2 separate regions of the Pungitius pungitius genome follow, and region 1 is linked to region 2. Evidence: chromatin contacts called from public Hi-C data. All regions are on one chromosome and are shown on one strand. Each heading gives the region's core, a stretch centred on a gene start, on an enhancer-like site or on the middle of the called end of the contact. The rest is flanking DNA. Distances are from core to core; before and after follow the strand shown.

What was found. Hi-C and Micro-C count contacts between places; a contact is called where the count stands out from the background.
Region 1: a Hi-C map of muscle shows a contact between it and region 2, with 1.8 times the contacts expected there. The contact joins the promoter of map3k9 here to the promoter of dcaf5 in region 2. A contact is called at or near these places in 2 of 2 Hi-C or Micro-C datasets (both in muscle).

Annotation. Positions count from the first base shown.
Region 1 is chr14:13,389,117-13,396,724 of fPunPun2.1, reverse strand. It overlaps map3k9 (mitogen-activated protein kinase kinase kinase 9), which reads right to left and starts at 6,128. Exons shown (of 11, transcript XM_037486328.2): 1 at 5,100-6,128; 2 at 3,653-4,066; 3 at 411-591. The coding sequence starts at 5,490. It overlaps slc8a3 (solute carrier family 8 member 3), which reads right to left. Exons shown (of 7, transcript XM_037486333.2): 7 at 7,510-7,608.
Region 2 is chr14:13,234,549-13,242,290 of fPunPun2.1, reverse strand. It overlaps dcaf5 (ddb1 and cul4 associated factor 5), which reads right to left and starts at 3,084. Exons shown (of 9, transcript XM_037486347.2): 1 at 2,589-3,084; 2 at 1,356-1,499; 3 at 771-807; 4 at 535-674. The coding sequence starts at 2,796. pacs2 (phosphofurin acidic cluster sorting protein 2) reads right to left here. Exons shown (of 25, transcript XM_062557148.1): 25 at 4,604-6,642. The coding sequence ends at 6,524.

The DNA.
Region 1 (7,608 bases), core at 4,879-7,378, 150 kb before region 2:
TGTTATATTTACTATAGTAATTCTTACTCTTTATTAACGAGCCTATTCAGCAGACGGGAGTATGCCAATCTGCATTTCACCGCCTACGTCTGAGCATGTGACAAGTAAAAAGTCTGATATTTTCCAATAGAAAAAAAAGGATTCATTAAATATACAGTTCTATAACCGAGTGCATTATATTTAACCGTGTTTGCATAAAACGTTCACATAAGAGCCACACAAGATGAAATCTCATGCTGCACGGATAAATGTTATGTTAATTAAGTTAATAATGTATAATTATAGTTCCACGCACTCCTTAGCCTCATGGAGTCTGTGCTTTGTTACTACAGCAACAGCTGAACTTTCTCTCGTGCACGGTGAAGAAACCCTTGGCCAGAGGTTTCATTTATTTTGCTTCCTCTGCCCACCTCCACACGTCGCTACCCTTGGAGAACGTAGATGAGCGGATGACCTCGGGGGCCATCCAGGCGTAGGTGCCGGCGGCGCTCATCTTGGTGGTGCGGTGCCACTCCCGAGCCAGCCCGAAGTCTGTGATCTTCAGAGTCTTGTTGCTGAGGTCTTCCATCTCAACCCTCTCGAGGATCAGGACTGAGGTGGTCGGTGGAGGTGGTGGGGAGGGGGGGGGATGATGCGGGGGATGTCGTTTGAAGGATGCAAATAGGCAGGTGGGTTGGCGGTAAAGTAATAAAAAAGGTTTCGGGTCATCAACACGGGGAGAGCAACGTTGGGAGGGGCGGCAGGAAAAGGGCCGTCAGACCCACGATGAAACACAACGCAGGTGGGAACGCATAACATGGCGGACGAACGAAAACAGGGTGCGGGTTGGCCATGATGAAAAGAATTGGAAGGATAAAAGCAGAGTAAAGAAAAGAGAAACGAAGAGACAGTGAGCCACTACAACAGCGGAAGAAGTGATATCACTGAGGAACAGGAGATTTCAAACAAACAGCAATACTACAGTTAAACTACAGAAATAGCCTCTTGGGACACACCCGTCTGCTCTGATAGGCTCTAAAAAAACACATGCTCTCTCTCCCTCTCTCCCCAGTCAGATCCACAGGGCCAGGCCATCTGCTGCGGCTGTGCCCGATGGAGAGGGCGTGTCTGCAGGTTGCAGAGCACATCAAGCGCCCCTTCGTGTGCTTCTCATGTGGCTCGCATGCTACAGACGCACTTTCCAAAGAAACCAAAACCCAGACATGTGGCAAAAGAAAAATCCTGCTCCTGTGTAGCTCAAGAGACAGAACATGATCCGGCTGATCCCCCCCCCCCCCCCCGAGGCCCAACGTATGCACTTACTGTAATGCACAGTGCATTAAATGAGGGCCTCTGCTAAACGGCATGCTGTGTGAAAGGGAGGCAGCAGAGAACTGAAACTACAACCCAGACAGAACCGTCATGATTTAGTGTTTGCTGCCGTCACCCCCAAGTTTAATGCATAATTGATGGCGCTTCGCATTCACGCCAGCAAAAGCTGTTTGTTGGATGCCGCTGAAGAAAACGATTGAAAAAAATCAGTATTCAAGGCACTCGGCGCTCCACTTTCAAATTTTGATCACATAAATTAGTCAGGGAAAGACAAGAGTGCACCAGGCAGAATGGGTTTTATTTGCAAGAAGTAGGTGTGTGTAACATGTTTTAGTTACCAGATTAGGTGGGAGTATCTGGCTTGTACAAATGGGTCCAATATTTGTTTTGCTGACTATGGAGCAAAAGAATGATAGAGTCAATTAACCGACGGTTTAAGTTAAGTGGCTGGGAAAAACCCATGCAAGTAGGAAAAGGAAACACCGAAATGTGGTGTTCCCCAGGTAATCGTATTAGGTGTATACACTATTAGCGTGAAAACAATACTGTCTGCAGCCTTGCTAGCTGCCCCATGCTGCTGTACATCAGTACCGGGATGCTTAAAGAAGAATGCTGGATAGCGATGGCAACGTATAGAACGTTGTTCATCCTAGTTTATCATGCTCACATTAGCTAACAAGCATTAAATACATCTGAGGCTGACGGAAATGTAAATAGTTTTGCAGGTATTTAGTTGTGGAATAATTATTATTGGTACTTAGTATTGGAAAATACCGGTAAATGAAAAAATATTTTTTTTTTTTTTTGAGGAAGACCAAAGTGGTGTAGTGTGGTTTGATTGACAAAAACTAAACCACCAAGTTGGGCCTTCGTAGTGGTTACATCCGGTTACAGTAGATGCCCCTCCATCAATCCCCATTTAGTGGAGATACTTTAACCCTGACAATGACTGGTGGCTTACTGACTGTCATCTTCATCCCTAGAGGCCTGAAACGTTTGAACCTTTTTTTTTTTAAGACACGGGGGTTCATGGTATTGCCTCCAACCGCTTCCTCACCACTGTGATGCGTCACAGGGTGGAGTCTCGCGTGCCACATCCTGAGCGACCTCTGGAACCAATGATTAGAGTTTCTCAGCCCAGCGGTTCAGACCACACAAAGAAAGAAAAGGAACTTGGGAAGAAAATCAAGTCGGATGTAGATTTCTTAAACTGTATCTGAATGTGTCCTTTTATTTGACAGATGATGAACGAAGAACTCCTTATTTGCCACAGAATGGCATAGTGGTTTTTAAATCACATAAAAACTACTTAGAATCTACATTTAGGCTTGTGGATTAAAAAGCAAAGACAAACTGTGGATAAGACTCTGGCATGGATTACAAAGTAAAAATGTGCACCAGCGTGATGTACTGCCCCGTGTTGTGAAGAAGGCATGAGTTCTCCCCCGAGAGATCAGGGTGGCAACTGGTTAGCCTGATTTAACACCTTAAAAGCATCCTATTGGGGGGTGAAGCGCTTGAGCTGATCATCGGAGGAGGGCCAATGGCAGGCAAGAAGCGGTCTGTGAGGATAGTCGGAGCCACCAATAGGAAGGAGGCTGGGGCAGAGCGCTGGACAAATCCCCAGTAATAGGCTTGGGATTTAGGGGATCCAGTTGGGTAAAATGCAAGATTACAACTGCTTCACAAATATACATGCAAACTCATTTTGCTTTCTGCTCTCTCATCCAAACAGTGATGACTATCAGTGAAAATCACAGCGTGTAACAGAAAGCCTGCATGAAACATGAGACTTCATCATTACATTACACTGCACATTTTGCCACATGCCTGCAACTACATGCAAAAAACCACACTAAAGACACAAGGGACGAGGGCTGCAAGTACAATGTATTGATAGATATTGATTTAGTGTAGCCTCTAATTAGAAATCATTTTGAATGGGTCAGAAGCTGCTAGAACCCACAGGGGTTTTTCAAAGTACATGACTACAAATCTAACTTGATTTGACAATTAACAGAAACATAATAAAAGGCAAAAGTTAATGTGAGGTACTATGTCTCTGTCATGTTTATATATTTGGAAACTTCAAATATGAGAATCAAACTGTTGTTCAGACAAAATAAGTCTTCACAGGAAATTGTATTAGGAATTGGTGAATATTTCCCTGCCTTTTTAAAATGAAATCAAAAAACTAAAACGATTATTATAATAACAATCAAAACGGAAGGTCATTTATTATCTGTTGACTATAGAATTAAGCATAATTCTTGGTGAAATGCTCAAAAGAAAGCAGAAACAACTATGCCGTACACACGCACAGACAGACAGACAGACTTACTGTTGCTGGACTTGAGGTCCCGGTGAATGATGGGCACGATGGCCTGGCTGTGGAGGTACAGTATGCCCCGGGCAATCTGCACTGCCCAGTCCACCAGCGTGCACGGAGGGATGCGTTTCCCAGCGAGGGCCCGATTGAGGGGGCCCCCCCGGGCGTACTCCATGATCAGACACAGGTTGGGCTCCTGCAGACACACCCCCAGCAGACCCATAATGTTGGGATGGTTGAGCATGGCGAAGAGTTTGGCCTCCTGACGCACGCTCTCCAGAGTCTGCTCCGGGTCCTCGTCGGGGTCCCGCCGAGCGGCCTTCACCGCCACCTCTGAACCCCGCCACACTGCGCGGTAGACTTTTCCGAAACCGCCAACGCCAATGATTTCCTCCAGGGTCAGCTCCGAGAAATCAATCTCCAGGACTGAGGAGAGGTGCAGGAATAGAGGTCATAGAGAGGTAATACACTATCTCATCCCTCAACATTGCTCCTCGTAACCTCGAAACCAGGTCATCCAGCTGAAGGATGCCTTCACTAAGCCGCCCTGCTGCCCCAAATACAGGATGCTGAAACTACCACACAAGTGGGAGTATCCGTCCTCATGTCTGGCAGTGTACTAAGCACACTGACCTTGATGAATATTTCAGGTGAGATGGCATGTGAAAATAGGCCAGCTTCTGCAGACTATGAGGAGATAAAAACGCGCAAAGACAGAGACAGCAAACAAAGAAAGCCGAGGCGGTGTGGTCCAACAAAACAGACTGTGCTTGTATTGTTCGGCCTTAAAATGCAACCTTTCATGCCCGTTGAAGCTGATGCACACACACACACACACAGACACACACACACACACACACACACACGGTTCGGTCAGTGGATTTGCTGCTGAAGAGCAGCCGTTTGCACACAGACGTGTTCTCCCTTTCGATTTGAACTGCTTCTGATTTCACCTTACTGGATCTCTCAGGAGGTCTTGCCTGCACATTTAGCCCCGGGAGCGTTTCTCCACATGCACAATTTGACACGTCTTTCTCCCTTGCAGCACAGTCTTGGTGCAAACACACTATCAATCACCATGGCATTGCATGCATATCACGCGAAAGCAATTCCTTAAGGAGAACAAACACTTTATTTATCGCAGAGGACTTGCATGTCTAGTCAGATGTTCCCTGTGCCGAGGGATGGAGCACACATTGTGCAATGCAATTTGAGGCGGGGTGCATCACACGTTGCATCTGGCTGCTGGCTTTGACAAGCGGTGTGATGAAGAACGGCCCTGATGCTGTGAGGATGGGCACAGCCCGTTTCTAGGCCAACCGGAGTGCACTGCGCCTACCGTGACACAGCACTCTCACCGTGCGTTTGTGTCTCCGGCCTTCTGACAAGAGACGCGCACAGACGCACACGGCAGCAGCAGCTCTAGCCCCGCATCGGTTTAGCACAATGGGATACTCACGGTGCAGAGGAGGCACGGAGTACTGCTGCTCCGAGGTGTCCCGGATTTCCTCCGGGATGCCGTTCCCGCTGCTCACATAGTTGGATGGGAAAATGCCAACCCGGTCTGCGATCATACCGGTCCACCAGCCCTCGTCTCCGGACACCAGGGAGTCCTTGGACAGGACCTCCACCAGGTCGCCCCTCCGCAGGCTGAGCTCGTCGTCCGCGGTGGCTTCATAGTCGAACACGGCCGTCCAGAAGCCCGGCGCGGCGGGTGGCGCATCCGGCGCGGCGCTGATGCCATCATCCGGTCTCGGCCAGCGAAAAACATCTGTCTCTGCTTCTTCTGACGAGGAAACGCACGCCTTGGGACTCAAACTATTGTCCAAAGCGGGTTTGAAGACATCCATGGACGCGATCCATAGGAGCGACCTGGATCACTGCAGGCGCATCCACCTGACGCGGCCGGCTGGCTGGATGGGGCCCGGGGCGCACCGCGTCTGCACATACAACACACCAAAGCTAAGTAGCGGCTAATCCCGCACACACACGCTGCAGGGAAGCAGAAGCGGCATTCTGCAGCATCGTCTCTCTGTCTGTCAATCAATCAGTCAGTCGGTCAGTCCCGGCTGGCCGCTAACAAAAACACAGCTCCAGCTTGATGATTTCCGATGCACAATCCTTCACCCAATCATCGCCGCAACCCTTCGGACGCGGTCGCCTTTGTTTTAAGCCAATCGTATCATGTGCGAATCGTTCCCGGCTTCCTATTGGTGGAGAGACACGTCAGCAGCAGGTTAGCTCCCGCCCTGCGCTCAGGGTCAATAGCTGGTCCCCCTCCGAGCGGCGTGAACCGGCTGCACGCAATCAAACACATTCAAGGAAGCTTTAGTTTTCTTCAAATTGTCTCCTTTATTTAGTTATTGACACCCCCCCCCTACCCACAAAAAAAGAAATGATCAAAACATAACAAAATACTCAAGTAATGTTCAATTCCATGCATAATTCCCTGAAATAAAAACAGAATCCATAGAAAGGAGTAAAAAACAGTCAACATAACAAATAGTCAAATGAACAATCCCAACTATTTCAACTGTGTAATGAAAGGATAAGGTGTGTGTGTGTGTGTGTGTGTGTTTTTTTTAACTGATTAAATGACATCCTCCCCATGAAACAAAAAAAAAAGTTAATCCTAAATGTGACATGGAGAGACATCAGGAATAAACCCTGAGCTTTGAGGACATTTAAACCTGTACTGTACAAACACAGGAGATGCCATCAGTTTTTTTCTGTAAAAAAATAAATAAAAGGATCAATGGGCCAAAGAGTGAAAAATCCAACCAAGACTCAAATTCGGCTCAATTTCTGATTTGTATTCAGGACATCCTCAGTGTAGTCGCACACAAATGGTACAGGTGAAACATGGTATTATGGAAGACCATGACACATAAGACAGCATATGACGTGTGTTGCCGAAAAAAAATGCTTCATTATGTTTACTTAATTTATGAGGATGAACGGAATTGTATGAGTAAAATAAATAGCTTAGTTTTAGTTTTAAAAGCCAGAATTAGGATATATACATTTTGAAATTAAGCTAAAAACTTTCAGTCAGTCGAAAGTACAACCAAAACTACATTGAGTGACTTCTATCTTTTAATTTCGATAAACACTCGTTTTGAAATGATTTTTTCTAAACATTTTCTTTCTTTCTAGCAGAGATCTCCTGTTTTTAATACCAGGTACAATGGAGGCCATTTTTAAGGCTGTATCTTGTGAGGGAAGAGAGAAAGACAAAGTATATTGAAGTGAGAGACAGGACATAATAAATATAATTAATGTAATGTATGTATCAGAGAACCCCAGAATGAACTACAGATTTGAACAAAAACATCACTTGGTTACTTTTCAGCAACTTACTGGACCGTTGACGCTCTGCTGATCCAAGAAAAAATATTTTGTGGTTTTCAACTTGGCAACAAAGCCATTCCTCTGTTCTATTGGCTACTTCAACATAAAACAAAACCCCCATAGAAAATATGTGCTGTGGCTTAACTACATAATGACAAGAAATGTGTTTTAAGTGGGACAAAATACTTGCTTCACTTAGTGTCCGGATTGGATGTGATTTGATAATAAAGATATTAAATTTCATCAATAAATAGATCCACAGCTCCATGTGATGGTTTGAGATGACAAATTTAGTTGCCTTTTCACTGCAACATAATTTAACAGCATCACAAACACAACCCAAATAACATGATTTCTTGGAGATAATGTTACATTTTTTGTGAGTGTTGAGGATTCGGTTTGTTTCTTTCTCTATAAAAATTGTTTCCAATTCAAAAGATTCCTGAAACAAGACACGCTGTACAGTCGGATTCAAAGAGAGATAATAGAGGCTTGATTTTAGTCAGTACAACTAGAGATTGCTTGTGAACCAGGAAGCTGCTTTTATTCCACAGTAAAATAAACAAAACACTTTAATCTCAAAACACTTTTGAGCTTTGGAAATTTGCTTTTTTTTT
Region 2 (7,742 bases), core at 1,835-4,334:
CCCACGCTGAGGCAAATGTTAGAAAGCAAACACACCGTGATGAAGCTACGATGAAGAACAGGATAACCATCACCACACACGCTAGCGGCTCGGCTTGTTTATTCTTGTGAGTGGACAGACATGGAATAACGCTGAATGTATGATTAGGCCAACTCGGTCACAAGCAAGGCTTCAAAAATAGAAAGATGTGGACGTCATGCAAGAAGATCCCCTGCATTTTTAAAGTCAACAGGTCGCACTTAGTCCCACCATGAGGTACTTATCACGCTTTTCAGTGCAGCAGTCCCTTAAAATACCTTCTGAGTGCATACAAAGAGCATATTTACAACAGGACGACATCAGAGAAGATGCCCGTCATTTGTACCAATGAAACAAGCCAATTGCGTCCATTGCTCCCACCCACAACTTGAAATGCGAGTAACAAACTTCCCACAGTACGACAAATGAAGGATTAGCTTGTTGTATGTGGACGTGATCACTTTGAAACCGGTGTTTTTATCGGTTTCGTTTCCCCGCGCCGCCTCCTCCGCTCACCTGTACTCGGCGGCTCGCGGGTGTCCCAGATGAGAACGCGCCCGTCGTCGGATGAGCTGGCGAACACGTTGTCGTTGACCGGACTGACGGACAGACTGTACACGGCGTCGATGTGCAGGAACACGTTCAGAGTCTCCCTTCTGTAGGAAGAGCGCATTTGCATTTACGCTCTGTGAGCGATTCACATTCGATGCGCTTGTGTCAATGCGAGTCCCATCGGGGGTTATTTTACTCACCTCTCCACGTCGTGAAGAATCACCTGCTCGTCGTTTCCTGCAAAACAACAAGCAGAGAAAGTGCTTAAGAAGTGAAAGGTAAAAAAATAAAATAAATGAACTTGTTCTGTTGAGGTGGAAAACTATTTTGGCCTTCGGGTCTGATTTCAATGCTGTTGCTTCATTTTATATCAAATAGATCCGGATTATTTGCAGGGCCGATACACAGTGAGCAGCATTCATCACATGACTCCACAACACAAGTTCCCAAGTCAAGCAGGTTAGAAAATTGAGATTTTCCCAATGAACAACATGTGCAATAAAGTAGCTACTACAAAATATTTCTACAAGCACTTAGTGCACAATCAATTAGCATTTGAACATCTTTACCCAACGGAATCTTTTGCTTTTTGATTTCTGGTCCCGTATATATGTATTTATTGATTTCCAATCCTAAGTGAGTTCCACTGAACGTAGTACCCTCAGATAAAATCTGATCCTCTTTTTACCTACCAGCGAGAAGCCACAAAAACCCCTGCACAGGTCAAAGGGCAAAGAGGAGGGATGAGCCTCGCCGCCGTGAGAGTTTATTTCTGTTGCTCTTACCCCCGGAGAAGACCTTTCTGTTGGTGCTGTCAAAGGCCAGACAGAAGATGTTGGACAGGTGCTCGCCCTTCAGTTTCAAAGGCTTGGATCGAGCGTGGATGGCTTGTTCCATGTTCCACAGCAGCACCCGGCGGTCGTCTCCTCCTGGAGACCAGACACAACAAAGGACACAGTACAGCGGCTGCCTCCCGTCGTCCTAATTATTCATTAATTAATTAATTTAGTGTAATGTAATTCACCCCAAAAAAGGAAGATTTAGGGAAATAATGATTTATTTTGTTAGTCTCCAAGGGAACAAATGAATAAAATCAAATTTGTTTGATCTGGTCTGAGTCAAATTGGCTACTCTGCATAATGAAGTTTGGTTTCTTTGCTTCAGTCGAATTTTGATTGTATGATTTTCACTTTTAACAGAGTACTTCTTCAAGGTGATAATACAAGGGATTTCTTTTAAAACTGCTATAAACTGAATATCTTTTAAAGATTTAAGAATATCTGTTGAAGAAAAAAAGACATTTCGTAAAATAAACGATAATAAATTAATTAAGAATTGCTTTATTTAGTTAGTTGCAGCCCATACAACAATCTGCAAGGAAGGCATTTTGCATTCAACGCACAAAGGCAAAATTGTAGGATGCACATTTAAAGCGACCTCCTGATTTGCAGAGTTAATAATTATACTCAACTTGCCACGAACAACATTTATCTTTCTGTCATCAAGGGGGTCAGAGCTGATGAGCCACAGCTAAACTGTTGCTAAACTGTTCATCTAATCCTCTCAAGTGGAGTCAAGCGCATCAAATGACATTTAGAAAGTTATCTTCGGCTCAGTTGTGCAAAGTCGGCAAAAAACGGCGAGCCTCAGGTTGTTACAGTAGGCCAGAAGATGGTCTTTAATCCTCCCGGGACATCACGTTAAATAGCTTTGAGGTATCAGACTAGCAGCCATGATGAAGGGGGGGGGGTGGTGGTGTATGTCCACTTTAGGGGACACAATGACGAGGACTGACATAAGGGACAGATCCGGGTCCCCTGCGAGCTGCTGGCGTGTTCGGCTTGTTTGACGTTAGCGAGCTAGCAAAAGAAGGCTAGGCTAACTTAGCTAGCCCACAGGGGGTTTCAGCTGACTGCCGGGGCTAAGCTAGCGTTAGCATGCTAACACATTACAACAGTCACAGCTAAAGGGAGAGTGGAGGAGGAGGAGGAGGAGGAAGGGGGGTGTTGTCAACTTACCGGACACGAGCCATTCTCCGCCGTTGTTGGAGAACTCAATGGCGTTGACACATCCGAAGTGGCCGAGCATGTCCTTCTTGTAGAGGCTGGTGCAGCCGGCCATCCTGCGCCTCTGGAATTCCTCCTTCATGAGCGGCTGCCCGGTCAGCTCTCTGCGGGACAGAAAGCCCACAGAGCAGCGCATACCGCAGCCCTTCAGCTCCTTCATGGTCACCGTCCGACAACAAGACGGACACAACGCGGCTCGGTTTTTGGCTTTTCACCACCGCGCCCTCGGCATCGCGTCGCGTCGCGTCGCTGTGGGGTCGATGTGGCGCGCGGCTGCTGATGCTCCGGCGGGGTTACATTATGGTGGAAACCCCGCAGATGTCGACGTTGTTTTCGTACCTCCTCTCGGTCTCCTCGGCAGTCCCAGGAGCAGCTTCCTGCTCCGGTGGAGAATGTATGTCTCTCTCTCTCTCTCTCTCTCTCTCTCTCTCTCACTCCCTCTCTCTCTCTCTCTTTCTCCCCCCCCCCTCTCTCTCTCTCATCAGATAGAACACTCCCTTCGTACGCCTTACCTTTCAATGAAGTCATGCCAAGTACTTACATTAAATGGTAAAAACCACCGGTAAATCTATGGTGTGGTATTTAGATCCTTAAGTAAAAGTGCTAATATACTATATTAATGTACTAATAAACTAATGTACTGCATTTATTACTTTGTAAGTAGCAGGGAAGTTAACTTGCAGTATTTCAAGTAAAGGGGTTTCATGATATAATTACATTAGTCATGCATTCGTTTCTGTCTCTTTTCTAAAAGTAGTTAGTATAGGGCAGTAACTAATTATAATTCTCATTATGTATTCTGGTTATTTTGCTTGGTTTGCAAGAAACCTCTCACCATATTGACAAATGTCGTCACAATTACCCCTTGACCCAAAGTGAGTTTGTTTTGTCCAGCTTGTACAGAAAATATAAAAACTAATTTAAAATGAGCAAATCTTCACAATTGTAAAGCTTGAACCATGTAATGTTTTTGCATAACTTAAATTCCCATTTTAGTTTTACTTGTATAATGAGGTTAATATATATCTCTGTTTTAAGAACCATGATGATTTAATTTATTAGTAGAAGAATGCTTTCCATAGCTACATGGCCCATGTGAAAAAGTAATAACCCCCAACTCTATTAACTGGTTGTGCCCCCCCAGCAGCAACAACTGCCACCAAGCAGGTGTGATGACATCGCTTTTTTGCCCACTCATCTTTGCAGATTGTTTTACATTTTAGCCACATTGGATGCTCTTTGAGCATAAATGGCTTTTTTAAGTGGATTCCAGTCCGGGCATTTGCTGAGCCTCTTGAAAACCTTCATCTAGCTTCCTGAGCCACTCACAGATTACCCTGTGGGGCTTTGGATCGTTGTCCTGCTGCAGAATTCCATCAGTTATGGCAAGTGTCCAGATGTGACCGGTCTCACACCTCCCAAAATGTCTATTTTGGTCTTGTTTGTCTATAGAATATTTTGCTTTGAAGTCTTGGGGGGGAAAAAAAACCCAGAACATTTTAGTGTGTATAGTAGTTTTATTACTCCAAGTTTTGGGATTACAGTGGTAGTCTTTAGGGGACTTCATTTTGAGCAAGCCTTTCTCTGAGACAACATGAAAAACAGTAACATCTAAAACATTTTAAACAAATGTCTGCTCAACACGACTGGGCTGTAGTCTTCTTGTAATTGATTTAAACCCACGTTTGAGTGCCAATTGTGATTTTCCGTAACATTATACAGCAAAATCAATGCACTCTATTTAGTTGTCTAACCAGAATCAGCACCATGTAAGCAAAGAACAAATTATTTATGTTGATTTGTCAAAATTAAGCAATTTAGGCACTTATTAAGAAATTAGCAAAGTCATGATGCAAGTGCTTTTAAAAGACATTTTACAAAGCAAAACACTTAAAAGTTAAACAATTGAATAAAATCTACTGGCAACAACTTTTCACATACACATAACTTTACTGAATATTAAACCAAAATGTAAATCCAAGGAGGTCTCCTGCTGGGCATGAAGTGATGTTCCACAGCACTGAGAGGATACAGGCGCTTGGTTTGCTTTGCATATAAACTACGCCATGTCACCGCTGTTTGTGCTGTGGTTTAGCTCAGATATAACGGCTGACACAGTGTCCGTCTATGTGCGCGTGTGAACCAAAGGCAGCCGGAACTGCAGGTATGTTTAACACCCTAGTCTATCATGGACAAACATTTAAAAAGTGCTTTACATTAAGGTACCTTCAATACATTCACCTCTACATGATGGAGTCTTCTATAATACCACACAGGTAATGAGTGAGCTGCAGTTGACAAGTATTCCTTTGGCAAAAGTAACATATGCTTTTTAGCAAAAGATATGGAGTGTGTCCAAGGAGTGTGAGGCTAGAGGACAAAGAGTGCTTTATAAAATAAACACAGCAGGGGAAAAGAAAAAAAAGATAATTGTGTGTCATCTCATAAAACAAGCCTTAAAAGGAACAGACATGTCGAGTAAAACATATATTCACTTTCTTATAGAGTTAGATGGGAGGATTTCTCGTAGCTACATGAATCTACAGCTACCAGCTGATTAGCTTAGCTTAGCACAAGGACTGGCAACCTGGCGCAGCAGCTAGCCTGGCTCGGTGTAAAACCCAAACTCTTTATTTGAACACAAGGGAGTGTTGGTGAGTGAGCTTTACAGATGCTGGTGGGTGGATCGCTAGCTTGTGAGAACGAAGCCTGGACAGCGGGGAGGAGGTCCACAGGAGGGCTGTCTGGTTCACACCACATGACTATCACGGCCAAAAATAGTACACAATGACCATATGATTATTGTGGATAATACAGAAAATGTATGAATAACGTAATACTGTCGTTTTGTGCGATTCTTCTCTTTTCTTGTTACTGGAGTGAATACGATGACAAGTTGGTTTTTTTGAGGGGGTGGGAGGGTTGCATGACTATTTTCTTTTGAATCCCACCACAAATCCACAACTTGTCATTTTACACTCAAACTCAAAAGACCACCCATGTTAATAATGAGCTTAAGAAGTGCTGGTAGGTTTTTATTATTTGTATTATCTTTGGACAGAGCCTGGTTTCCAGCCTTTATGCTAAGCGACCGCTGCCTTTGCCACATATTTATTCCTCATCAAACTCTCAGAAAGAAAGTGATGCAACAAACATGTTCATTCTGCCCAGAAGACCAAAGGTAGTTTTTTTTGTAATTTTGTGCTGTTAATAAATTTCTTGATTCTATATTCCCATATGTCCCTTTGGAGCAAAACCGTTCAAACCTCAAACAAGGAGGAGAAACTAGAGAGAAGAGGGTTGAAAATCACATCTGAGAGCTGTGTGTAATCCTCATCAGTGCCAGGTGATCTTTAAGAATCACTTATTAAGAATCACATTCACGCGGCTTTCAGTCTATTGCACATAGTTGAGAACTCTTGTTTCTTTCGGGATTGAAACAATGAATCGACAACGGTTTCCCAATTAAAAAATGTAAAATGTCTTCATCATCTTTGACATCACATCATGATGTCATTATATATATATATATATATATATATATATATATATATATATATATATATTAGAGGGAGATAGAGACACATGGGAACTCATACAAGCATGTTAAATATTAGAAGTAATGTCTAATCATTATTTAATTTGTTTTGTTTTTCTCAAATGTTTATAAAACATCAGCAGGATATTTTTTCTTGGAAGCTTTGCCTCGAGAAAATTATCCATAAATAGAAATTTATAAAAAATAACACGCAAAATATTAAATAACTCCGACAAATGCAACAGGTGAAAGCATGAGCTCAAATTACACTAGCAGAATAGAAGAAGTGTGCGGGGGAGGAGTAGGTGGGAGAGGTTAAAAGCAGTTGGCACAGGGGAGGGGGGGGCTGCTAGTAGGGGCTCGTCGTGTGCCCAAAGATCCCGATGGGGAAGTGTTTGACGTGCGAGGACCACTGAGCCGCCAGCTGGAAGAACTTGACGTCGTTCCATTCCACGCCGTCAATCAGTACTGCAGAGGAGGAGAGGGGAGCTTTCATGACAGGTCTCATGTTTAATGGTCCACCCAACTGAATATCACATTCCGTACGTTTTGGGATGCAAGCAGCGTGATTGATCGGTTGATTTATCTTTTCTTTAAAATGAGCTGATTAGGAATCCATATTTATCTAACAAAAACATTGTATTTCATACGATTAGAGAATTTGGGGTTACTTGGATAAAATAAGATAATCCTCGATTACTCCATCTATGTGGAAAAAACACGTACAACACACAATGAACCACTAAAAGGTATAATAAATAAGTAAACTTAGAAAGCTAGAATACAATATATTTATTGCACATATAAGTCAGGAAATATGAAGTTTTTATATTGATCTTTTATGCTATGTGGTCTATTGGGAGCAATGTGGGTTATGCATACATTATTTACTTACTTGTATGGCTTAAATGAAGAATAAATCATTTCATTAAGAGTTGTTGATTTTCTTTTCTGTTGCCAAACTAAACCAGTAGTTTCTTAGTTTTAAGTATGAAGAGAATTTTTACTGGGAAATTATACAAATAAGTACACTTAAAAATACATTTACATTCAGGTATGCAATCTCTAATTTATTTGTTATCTGTGTGTGTACGTGAAGTAAATATCTACATTCTGTTCCCACCCCTGCAGTCTGTTTTAATTTATAAGAATTGCAAGAAATAATTAATGATTAAAAGTATCTGGAATATAATTATAAGAAAAATGTAGTTTTAAAAAGGATAGCTACAATAGAAAATAAATATTTTGAATGATTAAATATAAGTAACATTGGCAACGATGATGAATAAATAAAGGTCAGAAAAACAACATATGTCATATGAAAAAAAATACTAACATCAGTCAGTTAGTATTTGAGCTTCGGAGCAAGATGTCATTTTATTTTAAATGACTTTGAATTACAGAGCTATCCACGAGGCTGATTACTATAACAGCAATATGTTCTCATTTTACAGTTTCTCAGCTTTCTTCAGTATTACTGTGTGAGAATCATCGTTGAGTGATCGTCAGGGACACTGCGGACTGAACTGAGCAGAATAAACCCGGTGAGCTCAGTGCGAGGATGTAGG